Linked DNA regions of Mus musculus: region 2 is linked to region 1. A link is a contact called in public Hi-C data. All regions are on one chromosome and are shown on one strand. The core of a region is the stretch at or near the end of the contact, and the rest is flanking DNA. Distances in the headings are between cores, read along the strand shown.

Region 1 (5,477 bases), core at 1,086-3,585:
CCAACTTCTGGATGGGAGGCTTGGAGCCACATATATCCCTTTCTGCAGGTGGGTGTGCTATTTAGGTGGGTAGTGAAAATGCTTTGGGGGTATGTGAGGAAGTGGGTCTCCTTCCAAAACTTCAGAATCAACCCCGTGCACGTTAAATAGTTGGGGATGGGAGGACCTAAAGCTTTGGCCTTGCCTCTTCTCCTCCCTCCCTCCCTCCCTGTTAGCTTAGTTAACAAATAGATAATAGCCAGGGCTCCTGGTCTCTGGTAAGATGACCCCTGAGCCGAACTGGTCCTCCTTTGTACCAGTCTCTTCTCTCCGAAGGAAACCAGAATGGTCCTTCTAAAACTCGGGCTTGCCCATGTCATCTGGGAGCTTTACACTTCAGTGACTTTCTGTGCCCCTAAGATGAAGAGTCCTTTGTGACTCAGCAAGGCTTGTCCCTCTGAGAGTTGTCCTTTTCCACCAGTTCACCCTCCACGCTGATGATGCTCAGTGAGTCCTGTGTGTGCATACATATATGTGTGTGCACATGCATGCATGCTGAGTCTGTCACTTGCTGAGTACACATTATGACAGAGCTATACTCCACCTAATTCTCATTAGCTCAGTACCTTATTTTCTTTCTGGAAATTTCTTTAATACTTACTTTTATATTATGTATATGATTCTTTTGTCTGCACCATGTGTGTGCCTAGTGCCTGAGGAGGCCAGAAGAGAAAGTCAGATCCTCTGGAACTAGAGATTACAGATGGTTGCAAACCACCATGTGGGTGCTGGGAATTGAACCTGGGTCCTCTTGAAGAGCAGAGTAGTCAGTGTTCTTACCCACTGAGCCATCACCCCAGGCCTTCCTTAATTTCTTAAGACTCACCTGGGTCTCCTTACCACACACATATTTTAGCACTTTAGAGTCGTTTAAATCCAGGGTCTGGTTCTGAAGTTTCTCATTTAGTAGCCCCTTTCTCTTGTTCCAGTTGGAGTCCTCCGATGCTGGGTCTGTCTAGGTCAGTATCTAGCATAAGTCTTCAGAGGGACACATGATGGCTCAGTGTCCCTCTGAAGACTTATGTGTTCAGGGCATGGACTCTGTATGGACCACTATGAACTGTGGGCCACTCAGGGGCATGTCTTTGAAGGGCTCCTTCTAGCATATTCTATCTCTTTGTCTCCCTGTCTCTTTCTCTCCCTCTGTCCCTCTCCTTACTCCTCTCTCAAGTGGACTGATCATGGGCTGAACTTTTGGAAACTGAAGGCTCGAATAGATCCTGAAGTTGTTCCTCTCCAGTACTTTAAGTAACACTTGGCCTATCATAGATACTCAATTTATTGAGCCAGTGGTTGAATGAATGGCTACGTCCAGTGAGGAAGGCAAGGCTCCTCTTTCACAAGGGGACAAACACATGGCCTGCAACCAAGGGGAGGTCTTGTAGGAGGCAGGGAGGTAGAAAGGTGATGAGTTTCTTCTGCCTGGCTGCAGGTGATTCCATGGCCTGAGAACCCAGTGAACCAACTCAGAGGGGTCATGACTGAAAGGAGTGAATTGGCCTGAGCCAGGCTGACTCCATGACAGGCTGCAAACCAGTAGTTCAGGAGACCAGGCATGAGTTTCTACTTCCTGGAACTGGGCAAGTCAGTTACTGGAACAACTGCAGGCTTATTTACCCCTCCCCAGCTTGGACAGTTAGCCAAGCTCATAGTCAAGAGTTAGGCCAAGAGCTAACCTCCCTTGAATAAAGCAAAAATAGTCAAAGATGCTTGAAGCAAGACTAACCAATCATAGCATCACCCAGTACCCCCAGAGATAGAACCCACCAATCAAGATATAGATCACCTATCCTTCCCTAAGGTTCCTCTTACTGGCTTTAAAACTGAATCTGTGAATTCAGTTGTGGTCCTTCCTTCCTGATGGAATTGGGCCTCTGAATGCAGGAAATAAATATTCTTTGCTTTTACATACTATTTGAGTCTGGGGTATCATTCTTCAGTGATTCACGGACCCCAACAGTGACCAGAGAGTGTTCTGTGTGCTCAAAAGCCTGGGCTTCAACTCATAGACTCAGCAGTCCGAGCAGACTGAACAACTAAGTGTTCAGGAATGTGTCACTGCCATGTCAGACTCTACTGGTAATTGCAAAATGCCTACTGTGTGCTGGCACTGGATACCTCAGAGGCTTTGGAAACTATATCCTAGTCCTCCCTTGGGCCCACGCCCCCTGTACAGTGTCAGTGCCTTTAATGGTCTCCTGACAGCCAGGCCTTGAAGATGCAGCTGAACCTGGCCAGCAGGGGTGGGAGACTGGCCCTGCCATCAGCAGTACCATATGCCCACGGCTTAGTCTATTCCAGTCATGTCCCTGGGCTGCCCAGCTGTCAATGCTATAATTACGCAGCCACAGCCGCGGGAAGTGTGTGGTTGTGGGGACCCTCCGGTCTCCTTAGAACTTTACAACTGTTGTTACAGCTTATCAGGACACAGCCCGCCTTCTGTTGGTCTCTTGAAAACTGCTGTAATTCCCATCCATCACATGGGCAAGCCAGCTGCTGCAGGGGCAGCAGCCAGGAGGGGGGGCCCTTGCACTCCCCCCAGTGTGCTGGCCCTGACCTTGGGGAAGCTAGCAGCCTACACCAAGGGCCTGTCTTGGAGTGATTTGGGTCAGCTCTTTGCTCTGGTTCAGGTGTGACTGCTTTCTATGTGGACTGTGGCTCTGATCTGCTTGGATCTGACCTGGGACCGTGAACTTCCTTAGTCAAGGGCTCAATACATGACACAACCCTTCTGCCGTCAAAAGCTTTATGTTAGATTTTAAAAATGTTCTTTGTCTCCATGGCTAGAGAGATGGTTCAGAAGTGAAGAGCAGTGGCTGCTCTTGCAGAGAACCTGGGTTGGATTCTCAGAACCCACACACAGCTTCAGGGTCGCCTGTAATTTTGGGGATCCAAACGCCCTCTTCTAGCTTTTGTGGGCATTACATGTGTGTGCTACACAGGCATAGATGCAGGCAAAATACTCGTATGTGTAATATAAAATAGAATAATGAAAAAGTATTTTTCCCAGCGTAGAAGACAGATGTGGTAAAACTTTAATGGAAGGAGCTAATGTGCACTGGCTGTCTATGACATTGTAATAGTTGTAATATGATTGATTATATCAAAATGGTACCATGAGCTAAACATAGGATTTTCACTCAGCAGGTAAGAAACCCAACTCTGAGTGACTTACCCAGTGTCCCAGGGCTAGCTATGGGGGAGGGAGCTGGAGTTTGTTGGGATTTCAAACTAGTGAAGACCTTTTAGACCCTCACATTTGCTCCATTTCAGGACGATTTAAAAATGCAAAAGCAGAAGAAAATCACCAAGAATTCCCCTTTCAAGAGAGCACACGTTACCACCTCGTGTCTATTTATTGTGCTTTCTTCCATAATTATGACAAGACTGGCAATCAAATTTGCCTTGTGCTTTTAAAACAGATATTTTCATGTATTCGTTTTTTATATGGTGGGGTTTGTTGCTCTATATGAACCCCCACCCCCTTGGTTGCTCATTGGGCTGTAGCCATGCTTTTTGGAGTGGAAAAAATGTGACTGAGGAATTGACATTGTGAGGAGAGGAGAAGAGAGGAGAGAAGAGGAGAGAAAAGGAGAGAGGAGAGGAGAGGAGAGGAGAGGAGAGGAGAGGAGAGGAGAGGAGAGAAAAGGAGAGAGGAGAGGAGAGGAGACGAGAGGAGGGGAGAGGAGGGGAGGGGAGGGGAGGGGAGAGAGGGGAGGGGAAGACTGGAGAGGAAGGGGAGAGGGAAGAGAGGGGAAGACTGAAGAGGAGGAGGGAGGGGAGGAGGGGTAGGAAAGGGGAGAAGAAAGAAAAGGAGGGCAGGGAAGAAGGGGAGGGGAGAGCAGAGGCATGGAGGGGGTAATTGCCTCTTACTGGAGTTTGTAATGCAGCATTGAATGTACTCTCCTAGCAGCTCGGTGGTGAAATGGGGGCACAGATCAGTGGCTGTGCACCCCTTCCTTGCAGATACAGGAGATAAGAGTTAGAGACTGAAACAAATCACCCTGGGCACACTGCTGACCTGTAACAACACCGGAATGCGAGCCAATATCATTTTGACACATGCTTTTGACCCTTAGTTCAGACTTTGACTCTGAAGATTTTCACCAATTGTATTCTGGCTTTAGTTTGGGAGATGTACTTCTGTAGGGTGGATTTGCAGCTCAGAGAGGTTTAATGATTTTAAGATGAGATGGACGCATGTATTATTTATGTTATTCCTGTTATATTTCCCTCTTGCCAGCACCGAATCTGATCCCTGGGTCCGTGGGTAGGGATCTCACCAGCCCCCAGTTCTTAATGGCTGGTGACAATCCACAGCCTTTCTTTCGAATGCTCTGTGCCTGTCAGGCGTCAGCCAGGTTCTGCTCCAGGTGTCCTCACTCTGGGACCATTGAGTGAACAGCATGGCATCTCCAATGGGCAGCCAAGTGATGGAACCCAGAAGTCAGAAAAAACACTGCTGCTCAGAGCTCATTGGCTGGCAAAAGTCATACAACCTCATCCCCACTCACAGACATGAAATAGTATCTTCCCTGTATCTTTCAGTGAGATAGAACCAGACCCAAAGGCATGCAGTCATAAAAAGCTGAACATAGCTAAGGTCACAGTGTTTCCTTTGGTACTTCTGGGTAAACCCTTGACCGTGGTACTTTCTTTCCATCCAACCTCCCCCTGTCTGTCCTGCTCTTAGACCTCTACCTGTGACATCTTAATGCTTTTCACAAATAGTTTCCTGATGTATCCCCAAAGGGTTTTTCAATGAGTGAAGGCACCCAGTGTCTCAAAAATCCAATTTCTCTAACATGTTTTAACCTATATATGTAAATTGTCTTTCTAATATTCTTCTGTGTTTCCCAGAGAAGTGGCCCAGAATTTCTGCTAACATTAGCCTGAGTGAATGCCATGATTTCCAGCTTTGCAGTTAACCAATAGAGTCTGCAAGGATTTCCCAAGGATCCAAAGGGCCATGACATCTAGTCATCAAAATTCTTGTACCCTGGGCTGCTTTCTGTTGCTCTCTGGCCTTGTACACTCATGGATTGTCAGTTCAGAGTCAAGCTATTCTTAATGCCAGCTTCTCCTCAATCTACCCTGGTCATATGCACTTATTAAGTAGGCCCAACCAGCTTAGCTCCCAGGCTTAGACAGGATGCAGTGCTATGGCTACAGTTAACAAGCAGAAACTACCTCCTTGGCCTGTTTTACATCATCTGTTCCTTTCCTGTTACTCTGCCAAAATCCTAACAGAAACGACGTATGGGTGGGAGGATTGCCTTCAGCCCATCATGGGAGGTAGAAGCTCAGCTCATGGTTCTGGGAGCTGCCTACAGGGCTGGCCAGGAAGCAGAGAGTGAGACTAGAACCTGGGATGGACCCTAACTTCCTAAAGGCCACGGCTGATGATCTTGTGCCAGACAGGCTCACCTCTTAAAAGC
Region 2 (5,477 bases), core at 2,780-5,279, 150 kb after region 1:
CAAAAGGGAGGAAACCATGCCACATAGAACAGCATAGGTAAGCCTTAAAGCATGTGGTGCTATGTAACTTGTCAATTGCAAAAAGAAAAAGAAAAAAATACTCATGAGGTTAAAAAAAAGGACCATGTGATGGTCAATCTTGCTTGCTAATTTGGTTGGACTGAGAAATGCATAACTATTAGTAAGGTATATCTCTGGGTATGGCCATACTTGTGTTTGTTTTCAAGTGGATTAGATCACAAAGGCTCTGTTGTGATGAGTGGTTTAGCCTACTAAAGGGACTTAAATTTAAAGAGTCTGTTGGGTTCCTTGAATGATTTCAATAAAAGACTGAGGCTGAGTCAAATCTAGAGAGTGCTCCGACTCCTGGGTTCAGGAGCTCTCGGTGCAGGAACAGCCTGTCAGCTTGCACCTCAAAAATAAAATAAAATAAAATAAAATAAAATAAAATAAAATAAAATAAAATAAAATAAAATAAAATAAGATAAGATAAGATAAAATAGTCTCTTGGGAAATTGTGCCACTAGAGAAGGTGGGACATGGTAAGAGAAGGTGGGAGATGGTGGGAAGAGGGAGATGGGGGCAGCCTGCTCTATGGCACAACATCTTGCTTTATTCTTCACTCCTCTTTCAATCTTGGCTTCTGCACTACACAAACCTACAGCCTATAACATCCCATATTCCTTCCTGGCACACTGGGTTGAGCAACCATAAATGGAAACTATAAACGAGACAACCCCCACCTGCCCTTAGTTGTTTTTGCCAGGTCCCAGGAACGAGAAGTGTGACTGACTGTCACAGAATGAGCTTGCTTGTTCTATGACGTCACAGAAGGAAAGCAGGAGAGTCTTTCCTTTTCCTAAATCTCAACCTTTGAGGGGCTGGGGAGAGAGCTCAGTGCTGAAGATCCCGTACTGTTCTTGCAGAGGATCCAAGTTCTGTTCCCAGCACCCACTTTGGTGGGTCATGGCTGTCTGCAACTCTAGCTTCATGGGATATTCCACCCTCTTCTGGTCCCTATTGGAACTGCACCCACACACCATACATACATATACATATATACATACATATACAATACATACATATACATATACATCATATACATACACATATACATCATCATAATAAAAACTAAGCTAAATCTCCATCTTCAAGGCTGGACCTTTTGAACACTCTAATATAGTAAAGGTTAGGTAGAGATGTCTTCAGTTTGGATCAGTCAGAGATACCTGAGTGACCTTTGAGCTTTCAAGCTGGGGCTTTGCTTCTTCCAAAGAAGAGCACCATTTTTAAATTAAAGAACAGCTGACAAACTACGGGTGCTCAAACTTGACTGCTTGGCAGACGTGATCTGGAAAATGAACAAATTAATTCTGTCACTTCCAAGAAAATAACTGACAATGTTTGTTGCCAATGATAAAATTCAAGAATTTTGAATAAAAAGAAAAAAAAAACCTTGTATGAGCGACCGTGTGCTTGATGGCTTCCCAACACTTAGAGATACCAATGAATATGATCTTTGGGGGACTGTATAATAACAAATTATGTCAACTCTGGAAGATCTGAGCATCTCACAAGACATATTTTTCAAGAAATGAATTTTAGATGTCACAGAACTGTGCAAGGGCTGAGTATTCTTTCAAATGCTAAGCCAGAGGGCTGCTTTTTAATACTCCACACTACGAGTGTTCATCAACTTTCAGAGTCCGCACTGCGACTGACTTGAAGCCACCTGCTGTTGAGTTTGGATGTAGCATCAAAGGAGAGCATCCAGAGTGGCCAGCGAAGGCTGTCAATACACATGTTCCTTCCTTGACTTGGACTGTCTTGAAAGATGCCACACGTGGTGAAGCGCTGGAGGTGAAACAGATCAGAGATGTGACGGGCGTGTATTGAGCTAGAGGTTCACAAAAAGGAGCAATGCTTCATTCTTGCCACTGACCTTTAGTTTTTGTTTTTGTTTTTTTGAGACAGGGTTTCTCTGTGTAGCCCTGGCTGTCCCGGAACTCACTCTATAGACCAGGCTGGCCTCAAACTCAGATATCTGCCTGCCTCTGCCTCCCAAGCGCTGTGATTAAAGGCATGCACCACCACGTTTTGGACATCCAGTTTGTGCCCTGAAGATGCTCTAGACGTGGGAGCAGGCAGTGGGCTTCTTCCTACAGATGAATACACCTTAGGTGAATAGGCCAGCATCTCCCGCAGCTCTGCTTCCCTGCTCAGGAAATGCAATTTTGAGCCTCAATGATGAGCCTTCATTTTAAAATTTAATTCTACGTTTTGGAGAATTCCACGTGAGTACAATGTGTTTACATCACTTCCACCCCTCTAATTGCTTGCTCCAGTTTCTTATGGTCCTTCTGTATTCCCATATCCCCTTCTAGTATTCAAGGCTTCTTCTAGAATTGTCACTGTATATATTTATACAGTCTACTGAGTCCAATTCATGTTTACACACACACACACACAAACATGTACACACACACACATGTACACATGTACACACACATATGTACACACACACGTGTGCACAAAGACATGTGTGTGTGTAATCTACTGAGTCCAATTAGTGTTTACACACACACACACACACACACGTACACACACACACACACACACATATAGACACATAAAAATGCATATGCACACACACAAGTATAATCTATTGAGCCCAATCATGTTGCTCATACATAAGTGTGTTAGGAATGGTCGCTTAGGCTTGTGAACCCTGTGAGGTCACTGGCCCTTGAATAAATGAATTCTCCCACTCTCAGCAACCATTGACTGTCTGTAGTTCTTTATCTAGGGATGGGGCCTTATAAACTCACCCCCACCCCAATTCACGTTGACAGCTTGACTGGTATGGTCTTCTACAGGCAACCATATTATTGAGATCTCATGTGTGCAGCATCTCTTCCCATGTTTAGAACTCTCTCTCTCTCTCTCTCTCTCTCTCTCTCTCTCTCTCTCTCTCTCTCCCTCCATTGTCCCCTGTGCCCCATTCTGAGATGTTCTCACAGCTTTAAGTATGGAGGTTATTTTACAGAGACCCCCCCACATTGGGCTGGACACTCCATGGTCAGCTATCCTCTGGCTGTTGGCCAGTTGTGGATCTTAGAAATAGCCTCCATTGGGTGCAGAAAGAAGTATGTTTGGGGAAGTGTGAGAGCTACCTTTATTCAGAAAGTATGCCAATGTAGCTTTTGGGTCCATGACTGACTGCCGTCATTACAAATTCCAGAGTCAAAATGTTGTCGAGTTGCAGATCTAGAACAGAGATCTCGGTGTTCTCATCAGAACAGTAAGAGATTTGTAAGTAAGCATTCCCACATTCATGGACCACCCCAAGATCAGGACTTCTGGGGACCACGTCGTGTGTGACATTTTGGTGAAGCTTTCCTGAGTATATGAGCTGTGAAGTGGGTCTAGAAGCCATGCCATGCAGCTGATACCTGGCTCGCATTTGGGGAGATGGAGTATATTTGAACAAAAACTGGTGTCTGCCCTCAATGGCAGCTCTTGTCCAGACCATCACTCTGTATTGATGTAATACATGGCTGGAGGAAGGTAGCTGTGGGATTCACATTCCATGGGAGATTCTGGCTTACCATGGCACGTCTTTCTTTCACTTCAAATTAGCAGTCAAGATGCCTGTGGAGCCCGGCACGCTGTTTATCTTCTGGGTAGCGCCATCCGTTGTACCAGCTGTTTGCTTGAAAACTGACTCCACAGCTCACTGAAGACAAACTAGCACCCCAGCTGCCTTGGAACCATGAATGTCACAGGCACAGTGAAAGACAAGGGGTGGCTGGGGTGACCAGAGGGGAAGAGCACCACTGGGCCAGCTAGCAGAGTCTAGAGAGCTTGGGCTTGTGACGTTGAGAAAAGGGTGCCCTTCTGATGGAATGCTTTCAGCTAGGGGTTATAATGAGTCTCCTCTGCTCCTGGACACATTATTGCTAGATGCTATTCTGGGCCATTGGCCTAAAAGCCTCAGAAGCAACAGAGGGAAAAAAATGCTGGCCTATTTCCTTATGAGTCATAAGCATCAAATCTTTTCATTCTGACCAACCATTGGCTGGGATGGCACATTCTGGATCTAGAGGCCACTGTCGTCTTTCCTTCAGAGCTGCAAGATAGATTTGGAAGGCTGGGTGCTGGGACAGTCTCTCTGCTCTTCTCCTAGTGTGAGAATTTAGCAGACTTTTTTTTTTTTTTTTTTTTTTTTTAGCACCACATCCAGGCCATCTTGGGCTCCTCTCTTCTCTGACTTGTTCAGTAGCTCAGGATGTGTTAACGTTCCTTTGTCCTATTAATTGAGTGTGAGTGATGTCTTTGGGCGTTGATAAATGCAAAGCCCACTTCTTCCTCTTAAAGATGGAGTTCTTCTGGTTGCATCTCCTCCATCACGGTCACCATCCTCAGCGTCCCCAGCATCTCACTAGAGAGGAGGCATGACAGGTGCATCTACCCAAATCCCCTCTGCACTCTAGCCCCTTTCTGGGACTCAGATAGCACATAGCAAGAGAGCTGACCAGGCAACGAGGGCAAGAGACTGGACCGAGGAGGGTGCCTCCTTATTGGGCCAGCCCATTGATTTTGTATTCAGATATACCAAGCATACAATTACCATGACTGTAGTTACAAACCTCATATTTGAGAGTCTTTTTATGGGTCACTTAGGATAAAGTACTTATACAAACGGCAAGTGCTTGGCTAGGACTTTTCTCCATGCATCAGGAGGTGAGTTCATTGGGAACAATAGAGGCGAGTGCCCTGGACTGCAGGCCCTCTCCAATGGATAATCCCGGTGATGCCTCTGACAGTCTCGCTTTAGATTTTGATTTATGTTCTTCTAAAGCTAAAATCAAAGATTCCATCTAGTGCTATTTTATGGCAGCTGAGATGATGAATGGCGGAGTCTCTCAGCCCAACGAAGCTGCTGTGTCTTTGCCCCTGGATTTTAATTGCTAAAGTAGCCAGTCATTGCTCAGAATTCAATGGGAAGCGGACTTGGGAAGCTGTGGAGATGGTGTTTGGGAAGAGAAAAATAACGGGGAAACAGGAGTCCTCAGGTTTCTCTTTAATCATTCATGGGTTAGCCAGGGTTAGCAAAGAAGAAAGCAAGTAGAGTCGTCTACATTCAATTAAACTTTTAAGTGCAAATTAAACATGCATATTTCATGTTTATAAATTGGTTAGACTATAACGTGACTTTTCTTTAGGAATCAGGCATGCCCTGGTGTCGTTTCTGTTCGACGGTCAGGTGGGTTACTTAGTCTAGGACGACCCAACCAGTCCCTTTCTGTCCCATTTGGCTTACGTCAAACCTTCTGGGTTAACTTTTGGTTATTGTGGGGGTATTATAAACGAGGCTGCTGACCACTGTGGCGGTGGCATGCTGGAACACAATACGTGGGAGCCTGAGCTGGCGCTCTCTATAAATGATGAATTGTTCAAATAACATTCTTGAATTG

Evidence for each region. Hi-C and Micro-C count contacts between places; a contact is called where the count stands out from the background.
Region 2: a contact with region 1 is called in a Hi-C map of myocytes, with 2.3 times the contacts expected there. The contact joins two enhancer-like sites. A contact is called at or near these places in 2 of 484 Hi-C or Micro-C datasets (myocytes and nephron progenitors) and 2 of 115 datasets of contacts at active chromatin or transcription factors (embryonic stem cells and neural progenitor cells).

The regions. Positions count from the first base shown.
Region 1 is chr7:36,175,751-36,181,227 of GRCm38.p6, forward strand. The region is part of intron 1 of Gm46016 (a long non-coding RNA gene); the gene reads left to right. Among named protein-coding and RNA genes, the nearest start is that of Gm46016, 7.2 kb to the left of the region's middle. Within about 2 kb of position 2,336, at least 6 of the 459 cell types and tissues checked have an H3K27ac peak or open chromatin away from gene starts, as enhancers often do. A contact at or near this core is called in myocytes, where this site is marked.
Region 2 is chr7:36,324,387-36,329,863 of GRCm38.p6, forward strand. No RefSeq gene overlaps it. Among named protein-coding and RNA genes, the nearest start is that of Gm46016, 160 kb to the left of the region's middle. Within about 2 kb of position 4,030, at least 7 of the 459 cell types and tissues checked have an H3K27ac peak or open chromatin away from gene starts, as enhancers often do. A contact at or near this core is called in myocytes, where this site is marked.